Regions from separate parts of the Sus scrofa genome. Here region 1 is linked to region 2. A link is a contact called in public Hi-C data. All regions are on one chromosome and are shown on one strand. Each heading gives the region's core, a stretch centred on a gene start, on an enhancer-like site or on the middle of the called end of the contact. The rest is flanking DNA. Distances are from core to core; before and after follow the strand shown. Region 1 has its middle 52 kb from the start of TES. Region 2 has its middle 91 kb from the start of TES.

Region 1 (3,584 bases), core at 360-2,859, 40 kb before region 2:
TAGGAATTTCCATTACTTATCTCCAGCCAAAAAGTCTTTGGGGATAATTACAGAGCCTTTTTCAGATAACTTAATATAGGTTTACCAAAGGAAGAGTTAACTGCTTTAGAATGACCTTTTTTACTTGTTGTATGTTGGGGCAAACATTATTAAGTGAGAGCAAATTTGGGCTGGAACACCTTTTTTAAACAAAGTTCATTCTTAGTCACTCTCTCCTTTTTAAAATTGCCTTAGTATTCTTTTGAATAACAGAGCTAGTCACTGTTCTAAATATTTTATACATATACACTCAATCCTCATAACCATTTCAGGTAGTTCCTTTTATTACATCATGTGGAAGATAAGGAAACTGGAAAAAGTGGAATTATGCAAATTTGGCCCAAGCTACAGAGCTAGGAAGGGAAAAAACTGGAATTTGAATTCTGGCCATCCAGCCCCAAGGTCTGAGTTCTTCTTCACTTCACCATGGTCCTACAGTGAGGACGTATCTCTTCCCTTTCATGTAAACTATGACAGGACCACATAAACATAGTTGTCCATGGCTTGTCTGCTCTTGCACAGGGATTTCTCCCATGTACCTTTGCATCTTCCAAAAGCTTTAACCCATCCTTTAGAGAAAGTTCTCTCCTTAACGAGTTGCTCCACATCACATTGATTCTTGGCCTTGCAGCCAGCAGCAGCTCCATGTCAGCCTGCTAAAGACAAAACCCTTTCTGTTTCTCAACCAAATCCCTCATATTTTGAGTTGAAAACAAGAACTGCCCTACTGAGGTGCCAAGGGAAACATTCTTACGTTATGAACTGTTTCTAACAAATGTTTTGGAGATTTTAAAGGGACAGCTTTCTAAATATCTGAGACATTTGCAAACAAACCAGAAACACAGGCCAGCTTTGCAGCCCAAGTATTGACTCTGGGTTGTATAATCTTTCTGAGAGGAGCTATTGCAATGCCCAATTATCAATTGTCCAATGATAACAAATGTTTTCTAGGATTGAAGTAATCAGAGTAATCTAGGTCTTTGATTTTGAAATGTGCATTGTTAATATAATTTTGGCATTCTTTAGCAGAGTTCAAAGTGGAATCAAAAATTTATATTTATAAAGTTTATAATCATTCCACAAAGCTCAAGACGTTTGGCAGTGCTCAGGAAACTTAAAAAGAGTAATAAAAGATTGCCATGAGGAATTCAAAACTGCCTTGTATGGTAATGCCGATTCAAACCACCACATAGCTCAGCACTGTAAGTTCAGCTGTAGTTTTAGAAATGGATCAGTGTGTAGCTGCAGTAGTTGCTAACATAGTGGCTTTCCTGTTAAGGATAAAGAAGGGATTTTGGAAAATTTACAGTTAATGTCTCAGTTTTGAAAACATATTGGAGAAATGAGAGAGAGAGAGAAAAACAAACAGAGAGAACTTTTCAATTTTTGGTTCCATTTACTAAGTATTTATTAGCTCCTTCAACTTTTCTTCAGCACCAGCAGCTCTGCCTTGCCTTGTAATTGTAAACTGCACATTTTTTTTAATTCCAACCTGGCATGCACACTGTGTTCCTGCCCAGCCCAAGCTCCTTCTGAATCCTGGCGTTCCAAACCCGGCTCTCCCAAGCTCTTGCTTTGTTGGCAGCCAGCAAAAGGGGTTTCCTTATGAATCATAGTGTGTGGGGAGGCTGAGTGGTATACCCTTCACTTATGCCATAATCTGTATGGAATGTATTTGAAATAGAAGACAGAAATCTAGAGTTTAGTTCAACATCTGACTTCAAGCACATTCTCAAATAATTGGAGTGCAATACGGAAAACTCGCTGTGTCTCCACTGCCATGGAAAAGTTTAGTCCCATTAACATTGTCTCCAAAGGGACAGGAACTAAGTTGTACACTTTTGGGCTCCAAGATCTCTGACTAGGAAGGAGTCCGCTTCCTGACCCTTTAAGATGACCTAGCTTTCCTATTCAGTTAGTATACTTTTATTCTGTCCTAAGGTGAACTGAAGTAAAAAGGCATGTGGTTGAGAACACACAGTTGCCATAGAAAAAACTTTTCATCAGTTCTACTGAACAAGTATAAACTCTTTTAACTGCAAGAAGAAGGGTAAAGAATAGTACAAAATAGGTGTGTTTTTAAAAGTCAGAATAGACATGAAAACATGTTCCCACAACCAGTCATCACCTGTTTATGTTACAATGAAGAAAATGGGCTTACTTATAAGCAATATGCACTTATCTGGCAAAACAAATTATTAGTTATCAAGTTCTAAATTTCACTTCAAAGAAACTAGATACACTGCACTAAACAAATCTTTTTTTTTCCTTAATTGCACTAAATACCCAAATATCTTAAATGAAAAAAAAAAAAAAAAAAAAAAAAGACTAGCGAAGGCATTCTGAATAAACAGGAAACTGCAAATTTTTTATCTATAAGCCATGATTTTCCCCCAAAGCTAAAATGTGTCAAACTTCCATATTCTCCCAAACTATAGTGAACATCATGTTTCAGAAATGTAAAATGCATGTATGTCACAAAGTTTTCTCAATATTATGATCATAATTTCTTAATCCACAAATCTTATAAATGGAAGTAAGTCTGACACCTGCTGATTTTGATTAATACTCAAAGAAATGGGAGTTCCCGTCGTGGCGCAGTGGTTAACGGATCCGACTAGGAACCATGAGGTTGCGGGTTCGGTCCCTGGCCTTGCTCAGTGGGTTAACGATCCGGCGTTGCCGTGAGCTGTGGTGTAGGTTGCAGACGCGGCTCGGATCACACGTTGCTGTGGCTCTGGCGTAGGCCGGTGGCTACAGCTCCGATTCAACCCCTAGCCTGGGAACCTCCATATGCCTCGGGAGCGGCCCAAGAAATAGCAACAACAACAACAAAAGACAAAAAATAAAAATAAATAAATAAATAAATAAAAAATACTCAAAGAAATGAGTCATTACTTTATTCATATGCCTTGTAACATGTATTTCCAAATAAAAGTGAGCAATGTGAGAAAAGAGGAATGAATAATAAATAATTTATTTTGAATAATCATAATTTTGGCTTCACACAAAAGCCCTTTAAGTTTCAATCATCTGAAACAACCACTGGGTATGGCTGATGTCAGCAGTCTCATCATTATGTAAAAAATATCAAACCTCTTTTCACTCATTTATTCAACAATCAGTCACTCAGGACTTACCAAATTCTGTGATGTTTACAAGGTGCACAAGGAGCCCATAAACTCAAGAACTCCCCATGTGGGGAGAAAGACAGGCATGCCAACAAGTAATTAGCATAGAGCCTGTTAGGCCCTTGATAGAGGGGAACAGAGAGAGGAAGAGCAGAGCCTGAAGGGAGCAGAGAGGGGAAGAGCAGAGCGGACTATAGAGACAAATGAAATATTTGAACTGGGTCATTAAACAGAAGTGTAAGTGACCCAGGAATAAAAGGGGTGGGAAGTTATGAAAATGTGATTTATAATAAGAAATACATATTTGGTCTTTGTCCAATTCCTTGCACAGGGCTCCCAAAACCATTGGAATTCCCTAAGTAATAACAGAGATAAAGATGTCTTTAGTTATTCATAACAAGCTCCTTTCAACAA
Region 2 (3,416 bases), core at 550-3,049:
CTTTGTTATTTTTTTCTTTTTTACTGGTTTTTGTTCCTTCTCAGGAAGATAAATTCTATTTAATTTTTTGGATTTATACTTAGATATACCTCTTGCATCTCACATAATTTTGTTTTTTAATCAAGTATTGGATTTTTTTAACATCCAAACCAATTCTTCCCTTTCCTAACTGAATTCATAACCAATTGTGAGATAGAGGCAAAGTCATACCAGTGGCCTCTTAAAAGGTGACTTAGAACTTAACTTTAGATCTGCAAACATAACTGGTCTCCAACACTTAGTCCTGGAATGAGAAAGTTGGACCCAGTGAGTCCAAAGCAGAGTTGGAAAATCAAAAGCCTTCCCTAGGCCTTCCCCACAGGGCCAGAGACTGGCCTGAGTTGCTCATCCCTCCAGGGAAAAGTGAGTCAGAATGGCTAGAGCTGGAACTGACATGTTCAAGGGAGTTTCTCCACATAGAAATAAGAGGCCAGGAGAAAAGGCGATTCTTCCATTTGGGGAAAGAAACCTGATGATTTAGCTTTGTCCCCTTTGATAATATTAACTACTGTTCCCTTCATATAACCTTTTGTGTTTAATTTTATATAGTGAACTGTCTTTTACTATAGAGCCAGTATCCTTAGATATATCTATGTAAAACGTTTCCTGCCTCAAATTTCTCAAATTGAGGCCCTTTCACTCTTCCTTTAAAGATATGTCATTGTTCTATTATAACCGCTGCCTAGTAGAAATAATAATTGGTATTTTTACAGCGTAGCCTTCAGTTGTACTCATATTTTCATATTAACAAAGTGCATTTTCCTGAGTTGATTTTATCAGCGGCTTTACTTCCAAAATAATTTCCTTTTAGGAAAATATCAGAATAGCACATATAACTGTCCCCAAATCATATCCTTAATAAGATCACTTGGGAACATGAATCAAAGAAGGTGTGTAACCATCACAGTTCTGCTACTGAAATAGCAAGCAAAAGAATACTTGTTGTTTAAAGAGTTCAAGACATAAGACATAGATTTCGAAAACATCAAACCAAGGGCTAGGAAGAGCACTCTGCCTTTTGGAATTTTTATTGTAGTTTGTAGCTTGTACCTCTATCTAGCTTTCTAGTGCCTGTCCACAAAATCCTAATAAGAGAAAAAATAAGAAAGAGAGAGACTGACTGACTCTTGGAATTAGGCTAACAGGCATCCTTAAAATAGGATATTTGGACTTCCTCCAACTGGTGTCTTTAAAGCATCCGTTGATTAACAGGCAAATAGGATGAGTGAATTCATTATGAGAAGTGAATCTTTTGCCTCCACCAGAGTATTTCAGTGTTATTGTAATCAGATCTGTCACCCCATTCAAAGTTCTTGGGCTCACTGGCTATCACTTTTCTCACTCATCTTTGAAATGGCTTTAGTATTCCCTCTGTGTGGTTCAACTGTCTCACCTAAACTTTCATTAGGCTGATTCGTTCATTCCCCAGCAGGGTTATTTGATGTGCTTTTCTCCCATGGCATCCATAGGATAAAGCTGTCTTTTACTGGCTCTTATCGCAGCAGGATTCAGGATGCTCATTTTGGAAAGATTACAGGTCTTAGTAGATGGTAGAGAGTTCAGCAAAATGCACATAGAGTTTAAGAATTGTTTTTATAAGACTTGAAATCTATTTTGCTTATATTGAAATGGTTTTCTGCAGAGCGTAAAAATCCTGCCGGATTTTGTTTTCAGAGGATTGTGTGACATTAGAGTCTGCTCAGAGTGAGCAGCCAAGCAGAGCACTCTCTGCTCTACAGATTTGCATTGTTCTGCTAACTTGTCTGTGCCAAAAACACTCAGTTGCTCCCTTTCACCAGCCTCTAAGGTCATAAGACAGACAGTTCTTTCTTGATTACTCAAACAAATACACGTCTGATTCAGAGGGGGGAAAAGAAAGTTGCCAACAGTCAACATTTAGGAAGGGCAAGGCTGCTTTCGCTTTTTAAGCCAACCTGATGAATCATCACATCCATGACTAATTGTGGTATTAAAATGTGCCCAGTAATATAGCCTATTTTTTAGAGAGAAAAATACTAATAGAGACACAAAGAAATATGGATGAAAACTAGCCACTTCTGCATGAATATATAGATGGTTCAATAATCAGAGTTGACTTGATAAACATCTACATGCAGACTTTCAATTAAGTCCTAGAAAATATGGAATTGGCATTGCTCTCAACCTGACTTTCCTTAAAAGAGTCAATTTCATGAGCTCAATTTTTTTTTTCCCAAATGTTTTCTAAATTTCATAAAGCTATGCATGGGCAGTGACTTCAATAAATTATGATGCAGAAAGTTTTTGTTTTATGGAAATAATAAAAACAGACTATGGCATACAAGTATATACATATATAAATGTAATATATAATATAAATATTTATGTAATATATATACACATATAAGCACATATATACATATATATGAATTATATATATCTAATATATGTACATATATATCTATGTCCAATATTTTCTTTGTATAGGTACCAACAATATAGCAATTAAAAAAAGGACACAAAGTTCAGTGTTCATAAATAAAATTTTATTGTAACACACACATATTCATTAAGATGTTGCCTGTGGCTGCTCCCCTGCTATACTGCAGTTGAATAGTTATGACAAAGACTGAGTGTGGTACTCCCCTTGCATTGCAGTGCTGTACAACAAATCACAGGGTAGCACTTAGAACTTGACAGTGTTTGAGCGACATGCATATCACCACATTATTTCATTAGTATTATTATCATTACCATTTCATACCTGTCATGTTAAAACAAGAATTGAAAAGTGGACTTTAAACAGAAGACCATAAAATAAAATATAATAAATAAATAAATAAACAGAAGACCATACTTCCTTAAAAGTATAATTGACTTATAATATTATATTATTTTCAGGTGTATAACATAGTAATTTGGCATTTTTATATGTCACAAAATGATCACTGCAGTAAGTCTAAGTATCCTCAGTCACCATTCAGTTATTACATTAATATTGACTAGGTTCCCTATGCTGTACATTATATCTGTGTGGTTTATTTATTCTATAACTGGAAGTTTGTACCTCAATCTCCCTCACCTATTTCCCTTTTTAGGGTTGCACCCATGGCATATGGAGGTTCCTACACTGGGGTCCAGTCAGAGCTGCAGCTGCCGGCCTACACCACAGCCACAGCAACATTGGATCTGAGCCACATCTGTGACCTAAGCCACAGCTCATGGCAACAACAGGTCCTTAACCCACTGAACGAGGTCAGAGATCAAACCTGCGTCCTCATGGATGCTAGTCAGATTCATTTCCACTGCGCCACCGACGGGAACTCCCCCCACTATATTCTCTGTATCTATCAGTCTGTTTCTGTTTTGTTATGTTTAGATTACTTTCTCTTTGTTGT

Evidence for each region. A called contact is a pair of places that touch in the nucleus more often than the background predicts.
Region 1: a Hi-C map of skeletal muscle shows a contact between it and region 2, with 3 times the contacts expected there. The contact joins two enhancer-like sites. A contact is called at or near these places in 18 of 47 Hi-C or Micro-C datasets (alveolar macrophages, differentiating spermatogonia, embryonic fibroblasts and 10 more).

Annotation. Positions count from the first base shown.
Region 1 is chr18:29,882,761-29,886,344 of Sscrofa11.1, reverse strand. No RefSeq gene overlaps it. Among named protein-coding and RNA genes, the nearest start is that of TES, 52 kb to the left of the region's middle. Within about 2 kb of position 1,609, at least 18 of the 83 cell types and tissues checked have an H3K27ac peak or open chromatin away from gene starts, as enhancers often do. A contact at or near this core is called in embryonic fibroblasts, skeletal muscle and subcutaneous adipose tissue, where this site is marked.
Region 2 is chr18:29,843,619-29,847,034 of Sscrofa11.1, reverse strand. No RefSeq gene overlaps it. Among named protein-coding and RNA genes, the nearest start is that of TES, 91 kb to the left of the region's middle. Within about 2 kb of position 1,799, at least 23 of the 83 cell types and tissues checked have an H3K27ac peak or open chromatin away from gene starts, as enhancers often do. A contact at or near this core is called in embryonic fibroblasts, skeletal muscle and subcutaneous adipose tissue, where this site is marked.